2 separate regions of the Ovis aries genome follow, and region 1 is linked to region 2. A link is a contact called in public Hi-C data. All regions are on one chromosome and are shown on one strand. The core of a region is the stretch at or near the end of the contact, and the rest is flanking DNA. Distances in the headings are between cores, read along the strand shown.

The links. Hi-C and Micro-C count contacts between places; a contact is called where the count stands out from the background.
Region 1: a contact with region 2 is called in a Hi-C map of hypothalamus, with 5 times the contacts expected there. The contact joins the enhancer-like site here to the promoter of RNF150 in region 2. A contact is called at or near these places in 5 of 16 Hi-C or Micro-C datasets (hypothalamus, muscle, omental adipose tissue and 1 more).

Annotation. Positions count from the first base shown.
Region 1 is chr17:16,948,025-16,953,796 of ARS-UI_Ramb_v3.0, forward strand. RNF150 (ring finger protein 150) reads left to right here. Exons shown (of 7, transcript XM_060400648.1): 5 at 2,214-2,310. Among named protein-coding and RNA genes, the nearest start is that of TBC1D9, 150 kb to the right of the region's middle. Within about 2 kb of position 2,562, at least 5 of the 54 cell types and tissues checked have an H3K27ac peak or open chromatin away from gene starts, as enhancers often do. A contact at or near this core is called in hypothalamus, where this site is marked.
Region 2 is chr17:16,729,191-16,734,848 of ARS-UI_Ramb_v3.0, forward strand. RNF150 (ring finger protein 150) reads left to right here and starts at 1,631. Exons shown (of 7, transcript XM_060400648.1): 1 at 1,631-2,768. The coding sequence starts at 2,279. It also overlaps the pseudogene LOC132658068.

The DNA.
Region 1 (5,772 bases), core at 1,312-3,811, 220 kb after region 2:
TGACTGAATAACTGATACTATAGCCGAACCAAGCGAACACATAAAACTGACCCTCCCAGAGGAGATGGAAGAATGACCAGGGCAGAGCAAGAAATCACCTAGGGTGGTAAGTACTGGCTCCTGTGCCTGGCAGACTCGGGGAGGAATAGGGGTATCTTCATCTTACAGACGAGGCAGAGAGACTTGGGGACTTAAAACAGGTAACTGGCCCTGCTGCCTTTCTGTCCGCAGCATATGTGCAGGAAACGCCACAGAGCCTGCCCTCCCAGGGACAGTCAGAGAGACCAGAGTATTTGCCATTTTACCAGGAACACCACCAGTGAGTGAGCACATTCAGATTAGGAACTTGTTTTCTGAATGTAGAACCTGCACATAGGGAGGTTGATCATTGCTTTGGGGTGAGGGGTTACAGAAAGTGTTAAGTGTGTTAGTCACCCAGTCCTGTCTGACTCTTTGCAACCCCATGGACTGTAGCCTGCCAGGCTCCTCTGTCCATTAAATTCTCCAGGCCAGAACACTGGAGTGGGTAGCCATGCCCTTCTCCACAGGATCTTCCCAAACCAGGGATCAAACCCAGGGGTGGGGGGGACAGGATGCTTTGTCGAGCATCAGCCCCTTCATCCCACTGCTGCACTAAGACAGGCGGTCTTCCTGTGCCCAGGTCGGGGCATCTGTACAAGCCAGTCATTTTGCCTAGAAGACCCTTCTTCCTCCCCCATCCCCTTCACATGGACCATATCTGTGTAAATCTTCAGGTCTGAGCTTCAGCACGTCATCAGGGAAACTTTCTCTGTGCATCCAAACTAGGGCCCATCTCCAGTTACAAGCTCCCCCCACCCCCTGCTAACACCATGTTCTTCTAATGAGACATATAGCACTGTCATCATGAAGTAGCTTATTTCTCTCTTACTAGTGTCTGCCTCTCCTGTTACATTCCCAAAGAAAAGGAACCAAATCACTATCATGCAGATTTCCCAGCAAGGACACAGTTCTTAGCAGATATTACTTGTCAGATGGATGCATGGATAAAGGAATGAATGAATGTAATGTGTTTTCTTCTAATCAGGGAATCTGTAGGGCATCTCAACAATCACCTGAAAACACAGGGCGCATCCAGGAGGCTCCTCTCTGTTTCCTAATCCCCAATTTGATCATTTCCTGTCCACTGCCAGTCCCAGCCTTGGCACATGGGTTCTTCACGTCACTTGCAGAAGTGGTGCTTCTTCTCTGATTTCAGAGGTCCTTTGTAAGCGTTTGAGCCTAAAGCCTTCCAACACAAACTCTTAGAATCGTTAGAATAGTAGAACACCAGAGTGAGGGAAGCGTGTGGAAGGATTCCAGGAATGGTGCAAGGTTGAGGAGTCAGGCATGGGTGGCGTGTGCTAAGGATGCCCGCATACTTAACATGGACGGTTCTCTCTCTTCTTGCTCCAGACAGGAAATTCTGACTACTTCTGCCTGTGGTCTGGAGTCTCGTGAGACTTCCATGAGAAGACAAGCTTCTGACTCAAGCAGCCCCTGATATCTCTGAGTGGGCTCCTGTGAGCCAAGTTGAGAGGAAGTTAGGAGCCTCTACCCCCATACCTGTGAAAAGCCACCCCCTTATCCTGCCACACAGAGGAAGGCTCCTGAGGGTGGGCACTTGAGGCTGAACAGTAAAGCTTACAGTACCACTCACCTGGTTTCTGACCTAACAACCACCAGTCATAACAGCTTAAAATCTCACCTGTGCTGTGAATTGCTTCCAAGAGCTCTTCTGCCCTTTGTGAGTCACCCGAATATCAATAGAAATGAGGCTCTGTTTTGTGGTTTTCTCCTGATGGCGGGACAAGACATTCGGGATTGATTTAAAAGTGGCCTCTGTCAAGTTAGCCCAGAAGAGTCTGTGCAAGTTTCTCCCATTTGCCTTCTTTCCATTCAAGGGTCTTTCTGTCCAGAAACATCTCTCTGTTTCTACGTTCTCTGTCTTTTCTGAAACTTGGAAGTCTTGGCTGCAGTTTGTAGACGACCCTCCCGGGAGCCAGACAGATGCTGACTGTATGACCACAGGATGTAACAGAAAGCTTTATCGGCCCGGGTGTTCGGAGATGGAGGTCCCAGAGTCTTGGCTCTGCCGCTGAGCGGTGCCTGACTTTGGACAAGTCTCCGGGCTGGAGTGGACGCGGTGCTCTCCACAGTTACCGCCACGCTAAGATGTATGGTTCTCATTGCAGGCATCTTTTCCACAAGTCCTGTGTTGACCCCTGGCTTCTAGACCATCGCACCTGTCCCATGTGCAAGATGAACATTCTTAAAGCCCTAGGGATCCCGGTAAGCACAGTACAGCCTACAGCCTCGTCGTGTCTGTCTCTCCACATTTCCCACTCAGCAGGGAGAAAACTCCCTGGGTTGTCTGTGTTCCCTCGACCCCAGAGCAGTGGCGTCACGTGATGAGGCCCTGGGAGCCCTTTCCCACATCTGGACACATGTCTCCTCTCCCTTTGTCTCCATCTGAGAACATCGTGACCCTCCCACCGTGTTTGTTGTTTTGTCTGTGAGTCGAGATGTTGCCTGAGCAGCTCACAGGCTCCTCCTCCGGGCTGCAGTGGGTGATAGCAGGTCAGCCACCAGCAGAGGCCAGGGCTACACTGATGACACTCTTCTTGTCATTTACCTGCACCGTCGCCAGGCAGACCCAGCTGCCACGCTTTCCCCACCATCGCCCAGCTTCCGGAGGAGACACGCTCTTCCGGACAAGGGGCAGAGAGGTCAGCCTCTGGGCATCTGGCTTGGTGGCCTCTGCTAAACTCACATCTCTGCGAGAGCTTGAGAGAGCAGGAAACCAGAGCCAGAAGCCCTAAATTCCTGCACTCCCATCAAGCTGGCACCCTCGGTTACAGGTTTTAGCAAACTTAGTCTCTCACCCAGTACACGCAACATCGCCCAGCAGGCTGGCTTGATGCTCCAGGGAAGGACTTTCCCGGGATCGTATCGAGTGAAGGCCATGGGCTGGTGGTTGGGGAGACACCAGCTGCTGTCATGAGGGTGGGAAGCAAACCAGGCCTCCAGACCCAAGGGCTGCGGAGACATGTGAGAACAGCGTAGGTGCCGCCTAAGAGAAGCTGGACCGGCAGCATACAGAGACCCTCTTCCCCCTCGCCCCCTCCGCTTTGCTGAAGCCTCCCTCTTGTCACTCCTCACGACTCATGGCAGAGAAGAAATAGAATTTTTAAAGTCCCAAGATGTCACTGAAGAAGAAAGGATCAGCTCAGAAATCAAAGGCCTTATTTAATGCCAAAGGCTAATTATCCCAGGAAGATCAGAGTGACTGTTGCACAGGGCACACCTGAATCATCATGAGGTCACGGACTGGCTGAATTTTCTGCCCTGTACCAGCTGCCTCTGCCAGCTGTGTGCTGATTATTTTTTCTTACAGTCAGTACACCAAACACAAATCAACTTGTGTGACTGTAGCTTTGAGCTAGATTTTAAAAGGCAATGCATTAAATTTTCAGAGCAGTATTGTCAATGCATAATAAATTCAAGGTGAGAATCAATGACAGTGAACATGAACTCTGAGCAAAAAACCCAGCGTCTCTATCAGAACTAATGACTTAGAAAATTTAACTCGCTGTTTGCATGTTTCACATATCTGGCTCTAACTGGTTTTTACCAGGGAGGAGGGAAATGTATGTATGTGTGTACTTACATGTGTGTATGTGTGTCTTTGGGTTCTAAAATCTTTAACATGTTTGCAGTGAAAGGTAGACAGTCACATCGTTTTTAACCTACTTCTTGTTGCTTAAGGATATCTCCAAAGCTCCCAGGTTTCAACCCCAGGGCTTCTTGGTCAGGACAATGAAACCAAACCACCGCCAGTGTTTACAGTTTATACTAAATAGCATTCCACTCCAGACTTTTTCTGGGAAAGTATAACTTCTGCAGACCTTGTAAATATCTGAGAATCATAAATGCCTCAAGAATACAGCTAATCATTGTTTTTTAAAAGGGAATTATTAGGTGGCCTTCGGGCTTCTTTCCAGAAACGAATAACATTTTAACTTTTAGTAATCGGGCATCCTGGCCACAGATTGTTTCTTGTCCAGCCTGGATAGGATTTTACTCAGCACGCTTGCGAAAAAGTAGAAGTCAGTAGCATCTTTGGATTTTGTCAAGGATTCTTAAAGGCCAGTCAAACAGGAACATGACACCACTCAAGCTGGCCCCAGAGAACAGAACGTCCTCTATGAAGAAGAAGGCAGGCATGCAGGCTGCCTCTCATGAAGCACTGAGGCATATGGCTGCCCCCATGCCTCCCTGGTGCTTTGTCCTGGAGGATGGTACTGAAGTCTGGATCAGGGACCAATTTAGGATACTGTTCTCCAAACCTTTAAGCATGGTAGCACCATGCTTACATTATACCAAAGAGAGGATGTTTTCAGTCCATTCTTAGAACTCACTGTGTAAATGGACAGGCTCACAGCCTTCTCAATTAGGAAAAACTTCCTATAGCTAACTGAAACCCTTTTCATGCAGCTCAAAGAAGTTGTTTTATAATTTTTTTTAAACTCCTTTTGCTCCATTTCTTCCCCATCAAAGAAAATTGAAAAGAGCCTGTCAGCCTCTCTGATAATTGGTGCCTGTTTGTCCTTCATCTCTGGATCCCTTACACGTGCTTAGAGCTCAGTAAGTGTTTGTGGCTTTGTAGGCCTTCAGAGTGGGAAGGCTGCCAGTCACAGAGGGGTGTTTATGAAATTCACCCTGATTCTCCTTTGAGGAATGTCCATTCACCAAAGACTTGGCTATAATCCTGATCCACTAGACTGTCCAAATACAGGGCTTTGTGTTTGATTTTGGTCTGTCTTCTATTGTTTTTAACTGAGTAATCTTGTGCCTGCTTGTGCGCTAAGGCAAATAAAAACAAGTGGGAAGCTTAGGGCTGGGGACATTTTCATTTTTGTAAAAGGTTTCTCTAAAACGAGCTAAAGAATGAGAGCGAGGCTCATGGATTGTGAAACTCCCATCACAATGGTATCTTTCCCCATTATATTTTGCCACGAGAAATAAAAGACTGAACTGAAAAGGGTGGGTGGGGGAGTCCTTTATTGTCAGAGCATTTTCATCCCTTTATCTACATTCAAGTGCTTCATCCTCCTTTCTCTCCAGTAAGGTTTAGGGGTGTCTTTGCAGAATGACCGAACACATCACTAAGCACTCTTATAAGGCACCACATAACACAGGCCTTTTTTATCCCAGCAAGCACGGTCTCCCGTCACTATTATCCTGGTATGACTAGGATGATTGTTAATGAATAGAAAATCCCATGGAGTTGGTGTATTTACTAGTCCCTAACTATTTAGCAGTTGGTTTATTTGACGAGTTTCCCTGCTAACCTGAATTTGAATACCTATATGCTGTTCACTTACAGATGGCTTTTGACACCTCTTACTAAACATTATGATTGTAATTTCTCTTAGTGGTATATAAAGTGGTTTTCTTTTCAAAATATTACTCTATTTTGATGAACCATTTTGAATGGATATAAACCGTGAGGTTCTGCAAGGTTGGTCTGTTAAATATTAATACTATAGCTAAGCCAAATTATTCATGCCTGCTCACGCTAACAGTCTCCCTGAGCTAATCCACTGTTTCTCTTTTCCTCTACTCCCTTCTCTTAAAAACATAACACTATTCCTCCTAGCCCACAAAGTAAAAGTGAACATGCTGCATCAAAATTAATAAAAATAATTTCATAAAAAGAAAGCAAGCAGGAATGTGATCAACAAGCAAAGT
Region 2 (5,658 bases), core at 381-2,880:
GAGAGAAGAATGGGGCAGTCATGCACTCTTAATGATACAGATTCACCAAGTTTTGTGGTTGGAGAAAAAATGCTAAGAGTCAGAGAAATATGGGGAACCACTCTGGTTTGTGAGGCCTCTATACAAAAACCTCACTGGGATTTTTGAGCAATGGACTCAGATCTCTGGTGGTTCAGGAACCAGCTGCCAGGCAGTCTTCACTTTTGCCATTTTGGCATTAAGCGCTATAAAAAGCACTGTCCCAATTGCCTAGAAGCCTATTTTCTGAGACAAATAAGTTAGGGAAACACACAAACCCAGCACATCCAATACCACAGAGACACATTCTTCTAAGTAGTTCTTCTTGGGCCTGCTTCTAATTTGGGTATAGCTGGGATTCTCTGGTCTCCCCTAACAGCCACCAGCTGTTCTACTGCTGCTGGAAAAAGAACAGCCCCTGCTGATGGGTAGCCATTAACAGATCTTGCAAACATGCTAATATCTGGGATGGGAGGGAGAAAAAGGTGGACTTTTGTTTTCATCATTAATTGGATCCTGAGTTCTCAGAAAGAGTGCCAGCTGGGAAGTTCAATGTGGGTGATTAAGAACCATCACACAAATTATTTTTGAGACTTGACAGGTATCTGAAGCCAGGGAAACTGTGGGTGTGAAAAGCTAACCACTCAAACATTTACTTGGTAAGGAATTGTGCTGTATCGAAGTTTTAAGAACACAACTCCAGAGTGGCTTACTCTCTGCTAACTAGTCGTGATCTCTATGCACAGCTGGGCAATACTCTAGAAACAATCCCCCCAAACCAACGTATCTTGCCTACTGATGCTGTAAGTATTCTGTTACCTGTCATGACAACTGGAGGGGGGGGGAACAGTAAAGAAATAGCTCACCCAATTAATTTTCTTACGGAGTTAGAGAACACTCATTCTATAGGAAAACATATATCGCGTTTGCGATAGTAAGACAGTAAGAAAGACAGAAAGATAGTAAGACAGTGAGAAAGAAGCCCACGTGTAGACGCATGCTGATGGGGTGGTCCCTAGACCAGCAGCATCAACACGACCTGGCAACTTGTTAGAAAAACATAATATGGAACTCACCCCAGATGTACCGAATGAGAAACTGCAGCAGGGCCCATCAATCTGAATTCTAAATACCCGCTACTCCGCCTCCGCCTCCGCCTCCGCCTCGGTGTGACACGGCTGTACGTTCAAATTTGTTTATCGCCGCCCTAGACATTCGAGGCATGGTGTTGGAAGGACCTGGCTACCAACTAAAGTTACCCGTTGGCCCTAGGATGGGTAATTAGGGAGTTCGCTGCAGTTCCTTCTGCAAACTGAAAAGTTTATCACACACACACACACACACACACGCACACGTCTCTACATTTAAGATGCAGGAAGTTGTTCCTGTCCTCCTGGTCTAGGGGTCGCTTCCTCCCTTCGCCTCCACCTGGACCAAGTAGCAGACTAGGTGGAATTTGAGACCCGGCAGGGGTCGCTGCTGCCCATAAAGAGAGAGCCGGGGAAGCGTGGCAAGAGAAGCCTAGACTCTTTGACATCACACTAAGCTCCTCCTTGCACGCACACAGTAGACACACACACAAACATACACAGACACACGCACACGCACACACACACTGACCGCGTAGTCTTCTCTCTGCCGGCTTGCTCCCGGTACCCCCGAGCCGGCCCCTCCCGCCGCAAGTGTGTGCTGGGCGCAGCCAGCGAGGAGCCGAGTGCCGACAGCCCGAGGGACCCGGCGCACAGCAGTGGCGGCCGCCGCGCCCGCTGCCGGACCCGCTCGCCCCAGCGCTCGGCGACGGCGACCGGGACACCTCGCCGGCACCCCGGGCTCCGAGCAGCCGCGCCCGTCCCCGCCTGGGCTGCAGGGCGCCGGGGCACCACCCCGCACACTGCCGGGCCCCCTGCCACCCCTATGCCAGAAGGAGAAGCGGGGCGAAGGAGCAGGACGCTTGGCAGCCGGACTCCGCCGCAAACCCTGAGCGCCCCCTCCGCCCGCGCCCCTCCGGCGCCCGCGAAGCGAGATGCAACCGCCACGCTCCGGCTGAAAGGGGAAGGGGCCGGCGCCATCCGCTCGCTCCGAATCCTGTCTCCGCGGCGGCTGCGCGTCCCGGCCGCGGCCCCCCGGGCCCGGGAGTGAGCAGGAGCAGGAGGAGGAGGACAACGACGAGCGGCCGGCCCGGGGTTGGCCGGGGCTGGGGAGGAGGGACGGCGCGCGGGGGAGCGCGCGGGGGGCGGGGAGGGGGCCCCGGCGGATAAAGATGGCAATGTCTCTCATCCAAGCGTGCCGCAGCCTGGCTCTCTCAACATGGCTGCTTTCCTTTTGTTTCGTGCATCTGGTCTGCCTGGACTTCACCGTGGCCGAGAAGGAGGAATGGTACACAGCCTTCGTGAACATCACCTACGCCGAGCCCGCGCCGGACTCCGGGGCCGGGGCGCCGGGCGGCGGCACCACCGCCACCGAGCTGCACACCGAGAAGAGCGAGTGCGGGCGCTACGGGGAGCACTCGCCCAAGCAGGACGCCCGCGGGGAGGTGGTCATGGCCAGCTCGGCCCACGACCGTCTGGCCTGCGACCCCAACACCAAGTTCGCCGCCCCGGCCCACGGCAAGAACTGGATAGCCCTCATCCCCAAGGGCAACTGCACCTACAGGGATAAGATCCGGAATGCGTTCCTGCAGAACGCCTCCGCCGTGGTCATCTTCAACGTGGGCTCCAACACCAACGAGACCATCACCATGCCCCACGCAGGTAAGCGGGCTCCGGGCGGGCTCGGGGCGGGGGCGGGGAGCCCAGGGCGGGTGGAGGCGCCGAGACGGATCCAGCGCCTGCCTCCTCGCTCCTTTCTGGGAAGTCTGTGCTTTGCTAAAGACGCGTCTCTGTTGCCTAGACCTACTAAGTTTCGCTCTGCGTCACTTCGTGGGATTTGCAAAGAAGAGAGGACTCACTCCATTGTGGGGGACCAGGGAGTGCGTTCCACTTAACACAGAGCCACTCGGACAGGGGTTGGCCGAGGGGGCCTAACTTTTCCGGGGAGGATCTGGAAGGTGGGGTGTGAGGGGGGAGGAGGGGTGGGCAGGGCTCGGATGTTGCTCTGGTCTAGTGAGTGGCCTCGCATCTGTTTGGGACCCGGAGATCTGATCTTCTATGTGTGCATCAGGTATACTCCTGATGCCGGCGTTTCTGTATCAGGAGCGAGGTAGGATTACTGATGCTGGCGCTCGCCACCGCCAACTTGCTCAAGTCGGGTTTCAGGGTTTCAGCTCTTCGTGGGAGATTAAGAGTCCACCCACCCCCACCCCCACCCCGCGCCACCCGCTGGGTTGACGCACGTCATAAATAATACTGAAAATCCTGTGCTCTGCCAAGCTGTCATCCGGACAGGCTGACAGGCAGGCACGATGGTAAATGATCAAGAATCCTTCACAAGCCAACAAGAGCATAGTGGCCATAAAGTTATGCCTGCTTTTCTAGTATTGCAATCCTTGCCACCCGCCTGGGAGGTTAAGTATGCTGAAGGTTTCCTTTAGGGCGAAGAGATTTCACGGTAGAAATAATAAGGTTTTCGTAAAGATTGCAGGGTGCCCAGACTGGAAATCCATGACTGCCCTAAGACGCACTGTTTCTCCGTGTGCCTGACATAACAGTGCTTCCTTGGTAGGAACAGCAAAGTCCTCTCCAGGTTTGTTAGCAAAAGCAGCTCATTTTAGCAGGTTCGCCCCCTTGAGTTCTGGGTTACTTCTTGTTTCTGTGTGCCTCTAGAACCTTGCCCCCTCTTTGCCAGAAGCTGGGTTTGAGGCTGTGGCATCGGGGAGGGAGTAGCAGGGAGTGGAAGTGGCAGATTCATTTTCTTACTGGAGTCACCGGATCAAAGACATTATTAAAATCTGACTTTTAAAGAAATTAAACAGTTATGCTTCTGAAATGGAGTAGCAGGCTTTGGCCACATTGGAGGAGGGATGCATTCTTTGGGGACAAGTTTTCATTCCGCTCCTGTCACCTATTAGGGAAATATACAGTGGGTTTGCCCCTCGTGGTCAGCATTAGCTGTTACAGACATAGAATTTAACCCTGCTGCAAACAGGTGGGGTGGGGAAGGGTCCGGAGAAGGCAATGGCATCCCACTCCAGTACTCTTGCCTGGAAAATTCCATGGATGGAGGAGCATGGAAGGCTGCAGTCCATGGGGTCGCTGAGGGTCTGATACGACTGAGCAACTTCACTTTCACTTTTCCCTTTCATGCATTGGAGAAAGAAATGGCAACCCACTCCAGTGTTCTTGCCTGGAGAATCCCAGGGATGGGGGAGCCTGGTTGGCTGCTGTCTATGGGTCTGCACAGAGTTGGACACAGTACTTCTAACTCAGGGTAAAAAATAATGCAATGCATGAATGAATGAAAGGGAGGAGGGGGCAGTTAACTTCTTTAAAAAGTTAGTATAGAGCACTGAGGATATACTTTATTGAGCTCAACAGTTTTGTAGGTGAAAAAGATTATACTCTGACCTTGAATCATAAGAGCCCTGTGTAAACTTTATGATAGTCGAGGATTTGGAGGACTGTGGAAGAGCATGTTAAATCATGTAAAAGATCTTTGGAAACATATTTAATATCTAAACCTCAATGAGGAGAGCATGAAAGATGGGTTTTTGGTTTTGTTCTTTACCTCAAGAAGATTGTTAGTCGCCTTTGCAGGATCCTTTAAATATGGCTCTTTTTTTGCATGTGCATGAAATCAGATTCTTCAGCTTCAAACACAAAGTTAAGAGGCATCATTTGTTTCTGTCTAAAAAGAACTGCCAACACACTGGATCAATTAATGGCTCATCTGTTTTTATAGGAAGCAGTGAGCGGATTTTCCACACAAAATGATGCTTGACTAAGATGTAGTGGGAATAAATAAAGGCCTTGGTAATAGTTTGAAATTTAGACTAAAAAATGTCAAGGAAATTCTCTATTAGCTGTTTGTTTCCAAAAATGCATTAACATTGTCACTGCTAATAGCCACGAGAATTCCATATTATCATTTGATGTATTGCCACATTAAGGGACTGGATTCACTTTAGTCAGCGGTTGCATTGATGGCTGCTAAAGTCTCATTATAAGGAGATCTATGACCTGGTAGCTTGGCGAACCTTTCACTTTTAACTTCTTCTGCCTGAACCTGAACCTGTGCTGCTCTGACACTTAGCTCGAGAACCTGAAGGCTTTACTTTCTCTAGTTGAATTCAGAATTCTGACTCAGTTGTATCTTAGGAAACGTATCTTAGGTTTATGTTTTAGATCAGATATTCTTATTTTGTGAACATGGGATGTAATATATCAGGCGTTCCTTACATTCCTGAACTTTTTGCTTCAGTATCCAAAAGGTGAACATCAGCCATTACATTTTTAAAAAATTCTCACCTCTCCTCCAGATCCTTTATTTTTGGCACTGATCGCTTTCAGGTGAGGAGAAAGTCTGAATTTAGTGTTACACAACCCATCATGTAATATCTGTGAGTTTGGGGTGATATGACACTGTCACACCCACTGTCTTGAAATTCAGTTAATGGAAGTCATTCTCCTTTTCCCTTTCCATAGAGCCTACCTTTCTGATTTTTCTTTACTGGCTTATGATTTGGGGTTTCTGACACTTCTGCAG